2 separate regions of the Lactuca sativa genome follow, and region 2 is linked to region 1. Evidence: chromatin contacts called from public Hi-C data. All regions are on one chromosome and are shown on one strand. The core of a region is the stretch at or near the end of the contact, and the rest is flanking DNA. Distances in the headings are between cores, read along the strand shown. Region 1 holds the start of LOC111901836 (14-3-3-like protein). Region 2 holds the start of LOC111901835 (T-complex protein 1 subunit zeta 2).

The links. Hi-C and Micro-C count contacts between places; a contact is called where the count stands out from the background.
Region 2: a Hi-C map of leaf shows a contact between it and region 1, with 6 times the contacts expected there. The contact joins the promoter of LOC111901835 here to the promoter of LOC111901836 in region 1. A contact is called at or near these places in 2 of 4 Hi-C or Micro-C datasets (leaf and seed).

The regions. Positions count from the first base shown.
Region 1 is chr4:330,947,652-330,951,350 of Lsat_Salinas_v11, forward strand. It overlaps LOC111901836 (14-3-3-like protein), which reads right to left and starts at 2,312. Exons shown (of 6, transcript XM_023897694.2): 1 at 2,155-2,312; 2 at 1,046-1,545; 3 at 831-953; 4 at 632-748; 5 at 457-535; 6 at 151-343. The coding sequence starts at 1,528. The coding sequence ends at 482.
Region 2 is chr4:331,099,325-331,102,592 of Lsat_Salinas_v11, forward strand. It overlaps LOC111901835 (T-complex protein 1 subunit zeta 2), which reads right to left and starts at 1,608. Exons shown (of 16, transcript XM_023897692.3): 1 at 1,452-1,608; 2 at 1,219-1,360; 3 at 1,047-1,110; 4 at 592-727; 5 at 342-493. The coding sequence starts at 1,352.

The DNA.
Region 1 (3,699 bases), core at 1,062-3,561:
ACCTTCATTTTATTAGAAAGAATAGCAAATTTTTACCTTTTAAAAAACAAAAAACACCTTAGTTTCTACCAACATTTTAAACATACATGGTTGAGCTTTTTTCCCTTTTGAAACAAAACCAAAATCCAAATATAAATATAAGAGCTGGAATGGAAAATCTCAACCACTCATTATTTATGGGGTACAAAAACAAAACATCCTGTAGAGGCTACATCAACTAACCTCCAATAATAACAATAAAAACAAAAAATAAAAATACCTTCAGAAACACAATAACAACAAAATCATAATGACCCGAAATAAAATCCAGCAGCATTCCATTAAAAAAAAACGACTTCAATTCCTAAAGCCACATAACAATTGTCAAGCCATAAGTACTTAATCAAAGCTTTTCAATTTTTGATTAATGAGTAGTAGTAATAGTAATAGTAGTACACAAACTATTAATCTTCCTACCAAATCCCATTTGTGTATGTCAATGTCACTGTGTTTCTTCAGGTTTTGAAGACTCCTTGATCTCATCCCCACCCTCATCCTGTACACCATTCAAAAACACCAAATTATCATTCTTGTTCAAGGGCATTTTGGACATTTCCACAAAAAAATAAATAGAAAAAAGAGAGTCACAAACCGCAATATCTGATGTCCACAAAGTCAGATTGTCACGGAGAAGCTGCATGATAAGTGTGCTGTCCTTGTATGAATCCTCACCTAATGTGTCCAGCTCAGCAATCGCTTCATCAAAAGCCTAATATACATATATAAACATATTTATATTTATATCAGAATATATTAAATAAAATAAAATATACAAAAAATGAAAAAACTACCTGTTTGGCAAGGTTGCAAGCACGATCAGGTGAATTGAGGATCTCATAATAAAACACTGAGAAGTTAAGAGCAAGTCCAAGTCGAATTGGATGAGTAGGAGCCAAATCAGATAAAGCAATGTCCTATAATAACCAAAAGTCAATGAAAGTCAACACGAAATACTTCAAGATTCATGGTATATAATAAAAGTAATTACTAATTACGAATTACTCACTTGGGCAGATTTGTAAGCTAACAAAGTGCTTTCAGCAGCTTCTTTCCTTTCAGCACCTGTTTTGAATTCAGCCAAGTATCTAAAATAATCACCTTTCATCTTCAAGTAAAAGATCTTTGATTCAGCAGAAGAAGCAGAAGGGACAAGATGTGATTCAAGGAGACCCAAAATCCCATCACAGATTTTGCTTAATTCAATCTCGATTGTACTCCTGTACTCCTTGATTAGCTTAACATGATCTTCATTCCCACGACTTTCTTCTTTCTGTTCAATTGAAGATATGATCCTCCATGATGCCCTTCTTGCTCCAATCACGTTCTTGTAAGCGACAGAAAGAAGGTTTCTTTCTTCCACTGTGAGTTCTTCAACATCTACAGTCTTTGCGACCTTCTCCATGAACTCCACCATTTCTTCGTACCTTTCGGCTTGCTCTGCAAGCTTGGCCATGTACACATTTTCCTCACGCGAAGCTTCAGATGCCATTTTTAATTAGTATATGCCTGAATCAAAAGAAAAAACATCAGATCAGTTGTGAATATGTGTTTTTCCTAGATCTAGTCGTCTAGATTGAAACGATTCAAACTATAAACTTGTGTTCTTCCTAAATTAACTTATACAAGTTTGTGCATCACCAAAACAAATCGATTTTTAGGCAACTGCTAATGACGCTAGATACATTTGGTCAAATATTCGCGCACTACGCATCGTGGATTGTACGGTACAAGTACTGATGCAGAATGTTCAAGTTTGAGACGAAACAATTTCTCGTTCCACTGATTGTTTTCTTTTTTGGTCCGTACACGTATCAACATATAACCTTTACCACGATTTGCTATAAACTGATAAAATACAACTAAACAGCTACACAGTCTTTAGCTAATTCAAACAGTTGCAGATCCAATACAACAAGATTTACAGATCTTAACAGCTTACGATACAAAATCATTGCTCGAAACAACTAAATAAATCGCAAACTGACAGATTCACATAAAAAAGCACTATTAAGAGCATCAAAACACGCAAAAAAATCACAAAAATCTCGTGGCATCGATTAAAGAGTAAACAGATTCAAAACGAAATTCAGAAAGTAAAAAGGCGATAGAAAATACCTCGATTGATAGGGCAAGCAGCAGCGAGTGTGTGTAGGTAGGTGTTTGTGTGTGATTCTCTTTGATCGAAGGAGAATGGAAAGAAGCGGATTCGAGGGGTTTATATAAATGGGAAACGCGTGAAAGTGAGGAGGAATAATCCAATGAGATGGCGACAGCTGTATTCTTAGGGGGCGGAGTTGGCTACACGCAGGTCAGGCGATACACACGATTTTACCCTATCCTTTGCCTGCCGCTGACCGTCAGAAGTGCAAGGTTTTATTTATTCCATCTATGCGAATTCAAAAATCAAAAAGTTTTCAAATTTCAAAACACAAAAATAGTTTAAAAAAAATATAAATTGTTTAGAATTAAAATTTTAGATTAAAACTTTTACCGTTTATATTTTTTACTTTTTAATAACTAAGAACATTTGTAATAAAAGTTTTTCATAAGTTTTTTTTATTCTTCGTCTCCGACAATTAATTTATATCATAACTTATAATTATTTTTATTTTATTTTTAACCATTACATTAATACATTCTTTAAAACGTTAATTCTCTTTCGATAATATTTGATATTTAAATAATTTATTCATCTCTATCTAATACGTTTTATAAAAAAACATCTCATTTAATTTGTCGTTTTTATTTTAAACATGAATCATATTTTAATATTTATATACAACTATTTCAAACTATTTCAAGTTTTTATTTAAAATATATAAAATATGAAAGAAACATTATAGTAATAAAATTCAAAAAATTAAAAATATTATATAATCGTTATAATTTAAATTTTTATAAATAAAATATTATTAAATATTTAATTGAATATATTAACTACTAAAAGTTATAAATATTTAAAATTGAAATGTACTTAAGAGGGTAAAATGAAATATTATTACATGAGAAGAATTAAATATATAAAACCTAAAAGTAAATTAAGCATGCAATATATATATATATATATATATATATATATATATATATATATATATATATATATATATATATATATATATATATATATATATATATTAGTCAATAAGGTTGCATTTGATTACTTCACTTTGATTTTGGTTAATTTGGTTATTTAACTTGTTTTAGGTTTTAAAATGTAAGTGAACCTTTTAATTTTTGCCAAAATATTACTATGACCAACAATAAAAAGTTCCATGACCAAATTTGAGCACAACTTTATTATTGGAGTCAATAGTATTTATTATATTTTTTATAATAAATATCAAATTTGATCATTTAATTTTTGGTTTTGTTCATTTGAACACGTAAATTATTTTAAGTTTTAAATTATTAAGTTGTAAAAAAAATTATAACATCTCGAAAATCATAGTAAAATTTTTCATTTTCAAAATAGGTAAAATCATTTTTCCATAAAACACAAGTTACCAAAAACATTGTTTCACGATCATAACATAAAATCAGAGTGTCAAAATCAGATCATTGGATGATGTGTACAGTCACACATTATTCTTGTCGCCGATCCTCAGAAGTACCTGAAACATTTAAATACACAACTGTAAGTCAAAACTTAGTGAGTTCCCT
Region 2 (3,268 bases), core at 358-2,857, 150 kb after region 1:
AGAAAAAGCAGCATACTTTCATTGATTTGTTTATTATAGCATCCTATTACAACACTATACTTTGAAAAATCTATCCAGTTATAGCAATTTTACAGCTACAACTAGATAGATTTTTCAAAGCATAATGTCCGATTAAGAAAAAATGGAAGTAATATGCTATGATTTGGTAGATTGTTTTGAAATACAATTCTTTTAATAGGAAAAAAGGGTGTAAGTATAATGTTGTAATGAAAATAATACAAGTAGGAAGCTATAACATAGAAATAAATGAGAGTCTGTTGCTATTTCTTGCATATAGCTGCAAGAAAAAAAAGAGCAAGTTAATAAAATAAAATAAAAACCTTGGTTCTTAATGTTGTTCTTGCTACCATTTTTAGCATTTCTCTATCAGGTCCATCACCCATCACTACAGGAGTCTTAAACTTTTCAAGAAATTCCAGTGTTGCCTTTTTGGCAATTTCAAAACCATCAACCACAACACGTGGATGCATCCCTGTGTGAACATTTAACATTGTAAATAATCATAGTTTATTTTATATAATCATAAAACAACTGAACAAACTCGAAAAGATGCTAGAAAGATAATAAAACCTTCATCAATACAACGTTCAGCCTGTTTCATTAGCTCGCCAATGAAGATGACTGTAGATGTTGTCCCATCGCCACTAATATCATCCTGTGCAACAGCTGTCCTTGCAATCATGATGGCTGTTGGGTTTTGAATTTGCTGGAATCATGAAATTAATCTCAGGTTCAAAGTTTAAAATTAATCCAAAACACATCAAAAGGTAAGATGAATCCCCATATTACAAAGGACAATGAGTTGGTATGTAAATTGTAGCTTTGATTTTGCATATTTACTTAGGTTTCTGAGTTACAGATTCAATCCTTACTCGTATTTAATTTTAAATGTATCTTACTGTATTTTCAGAAAAAAAAAGGTTTTTTATACCTATATGTCATTTTCGATTGGATCAAACGTTTCTGCTTGCAAAAATATGCCTACTTTTGTTCTATGACTAGATCACTATACACAAGGAACATACCATCTCTTTCAACAAAGTGTTTCCATCCTTGGTTAACTTGATATCTCCAGCTCCTCCAACAAGCCTGTGAAACGATTTACACAACAGTAAGCATAATAACAAGCCAAAACAACGATATAGTTTAAGAAAAAGCAAACACGGAAACTACGGAGGATGAAAATAAGAAGCTAACATCTTAATGGTGCCTTTAGGGCCGAGGTTACTCTTGAGAACATCTTGTAAACCCTTAGCGGCATTTATGTTCATGTGAAGTGCAGCCGATTTGTTAAGCACTTCGGCATTAGGGTTCAGAACCCGTAGAGACATCTTCGATCCTGATATTTTGGGAGATAGAAACACAAATGTTGAGTTAGGAGAGATGAGTATAAGCGAGGTAGTGAGAAATGTAAAGGAGCGAGAAGTTACCTTGGATTAGTTAAAAGCAGAGCGGATCTTGCAGAAGTGATGATGACGAAGAAGATCAGGGGAGGGAAGAAAACTGCGTCGGAGCGGGAGTTCTTCAGAAGTGAAGTGGGAGACGGTGGGAGAATGTTGGTTTTTAGGGCTTCTTTTTGGTGGAATGGTTTACTTAGCGATTCTTTTAGTAGCGGTGTGACGTCGTTTCGTCCTACTATCAAAGTTCACACTTCTTACACTAGTTTAATGATTTATCTTTGGGTTTATTATTATTCACTACATGTATATAACGCGTCGGCATCACGGATTAAAAAGATAAAAATAATTTTAATTAAATTATAAGATAATTATTGAGTAATAATAAAAAAAATTAATAAATTAGGCAATAGATATTACAAATAATTTTTTTGTTGACGTGTTTGATATGTGTAAAATGGAGGAGTAAATTAGTGGAAATTTGATTAATGAGGAAAAACCTTAGAATGACAAGTGGCAAATAATTAATGTGAAGCTTTAATTGGTTGACACGTGGCAAATGTGCTACTCTTTTATTAGGTATGGAGATTCGTTCACTAGTTCACTATATAATAGGTGTATATATACTACAAAATTATTATAAACTTAAATTTAATAAAAATATCACTCAAATTGCGGGTATAACTTTAGGCATTCTTATGACAAAAAAGATAATCCATCATCATTTATCATTTAACTCAGCTACTTGTCAAAAGTTAATAATGTAGTAAAAGTTAATAATGTAATGTGATGATGAATAATAATATGTTATGATTGTGTAATGTACTGTAAAGTCAATATGTGAATAGTGCCTTATAAATAATTTGATATGACACATAATAATGGCATTAATAATAGTATGTGTTTATGTGGCTTGGTTTGAACTCATTAAACAAATGACACATGAATACATACTACTATTAGTATCACTATTAGGTATCATATCAAACTATTTTTAAAGCATTATTTACATATTGACTTTACAATTACATTACATAATAATGACATACTATTATTCACATACTTATGATATACGATATATTTCACCACGCTACATTATTAATTTTTTAACGGGCAGTGGTGAGATAGTATGTTGTGATGGTGATTGGTTTTATCTTTTCCCCTCGGATGATAGTGGGTTGATAGTTGACGTCATTGTTCCATTATTGGTGAGTCTTGTAGATTTTCTTTACAATATTGGCAAAGATGTCGTGGTGCATTGAGGATTATCTGACATAGTTGTTTTTTATATCTCTTGGTAATTCAACAAGGTGTTTGGTAAATTCTTCAAATGTACTGACTGCTTGTAATCTTGCTTGATTAATTAGTCTCGTGTTATCTTGAGAGTAGAGTAGCATAATATCACTACAGTAGTTGATTCGAACTTCTGCTTTTTTTTTATTAATGCCTATTCTGGAACTAGCAAGATAGACACATGTTAATATTGAGATGAGATGATTAGTTGTAACACTCGTATTTTTAGGTATAAGTCTTTAAAGATTAAATTATTAATTTTCGCATGTTGATGTCCTATGGTAAGCATAGGATAGTCCCCTACCCTAAGCGTAGGTGGGATATCTTCTGCGGAGGTTTAATGGCATACATTGAGCATAGGTTAAGCTACACCGAGCGTAGGTGTGCTACGCCAAAACCCTAATCCTTGGGGTTGTAAGCCCTATTGTGTGACAAGTAGGAAATTTTGATTAAGCAAGGTTTAACATGTAGCTAAGTATAAGTGCAACCACAATGAAACCTTGTTGTAACAAAAACTTTGAAAGCCAAAAGGGCATCGTTTGTATAAGTGTATATAT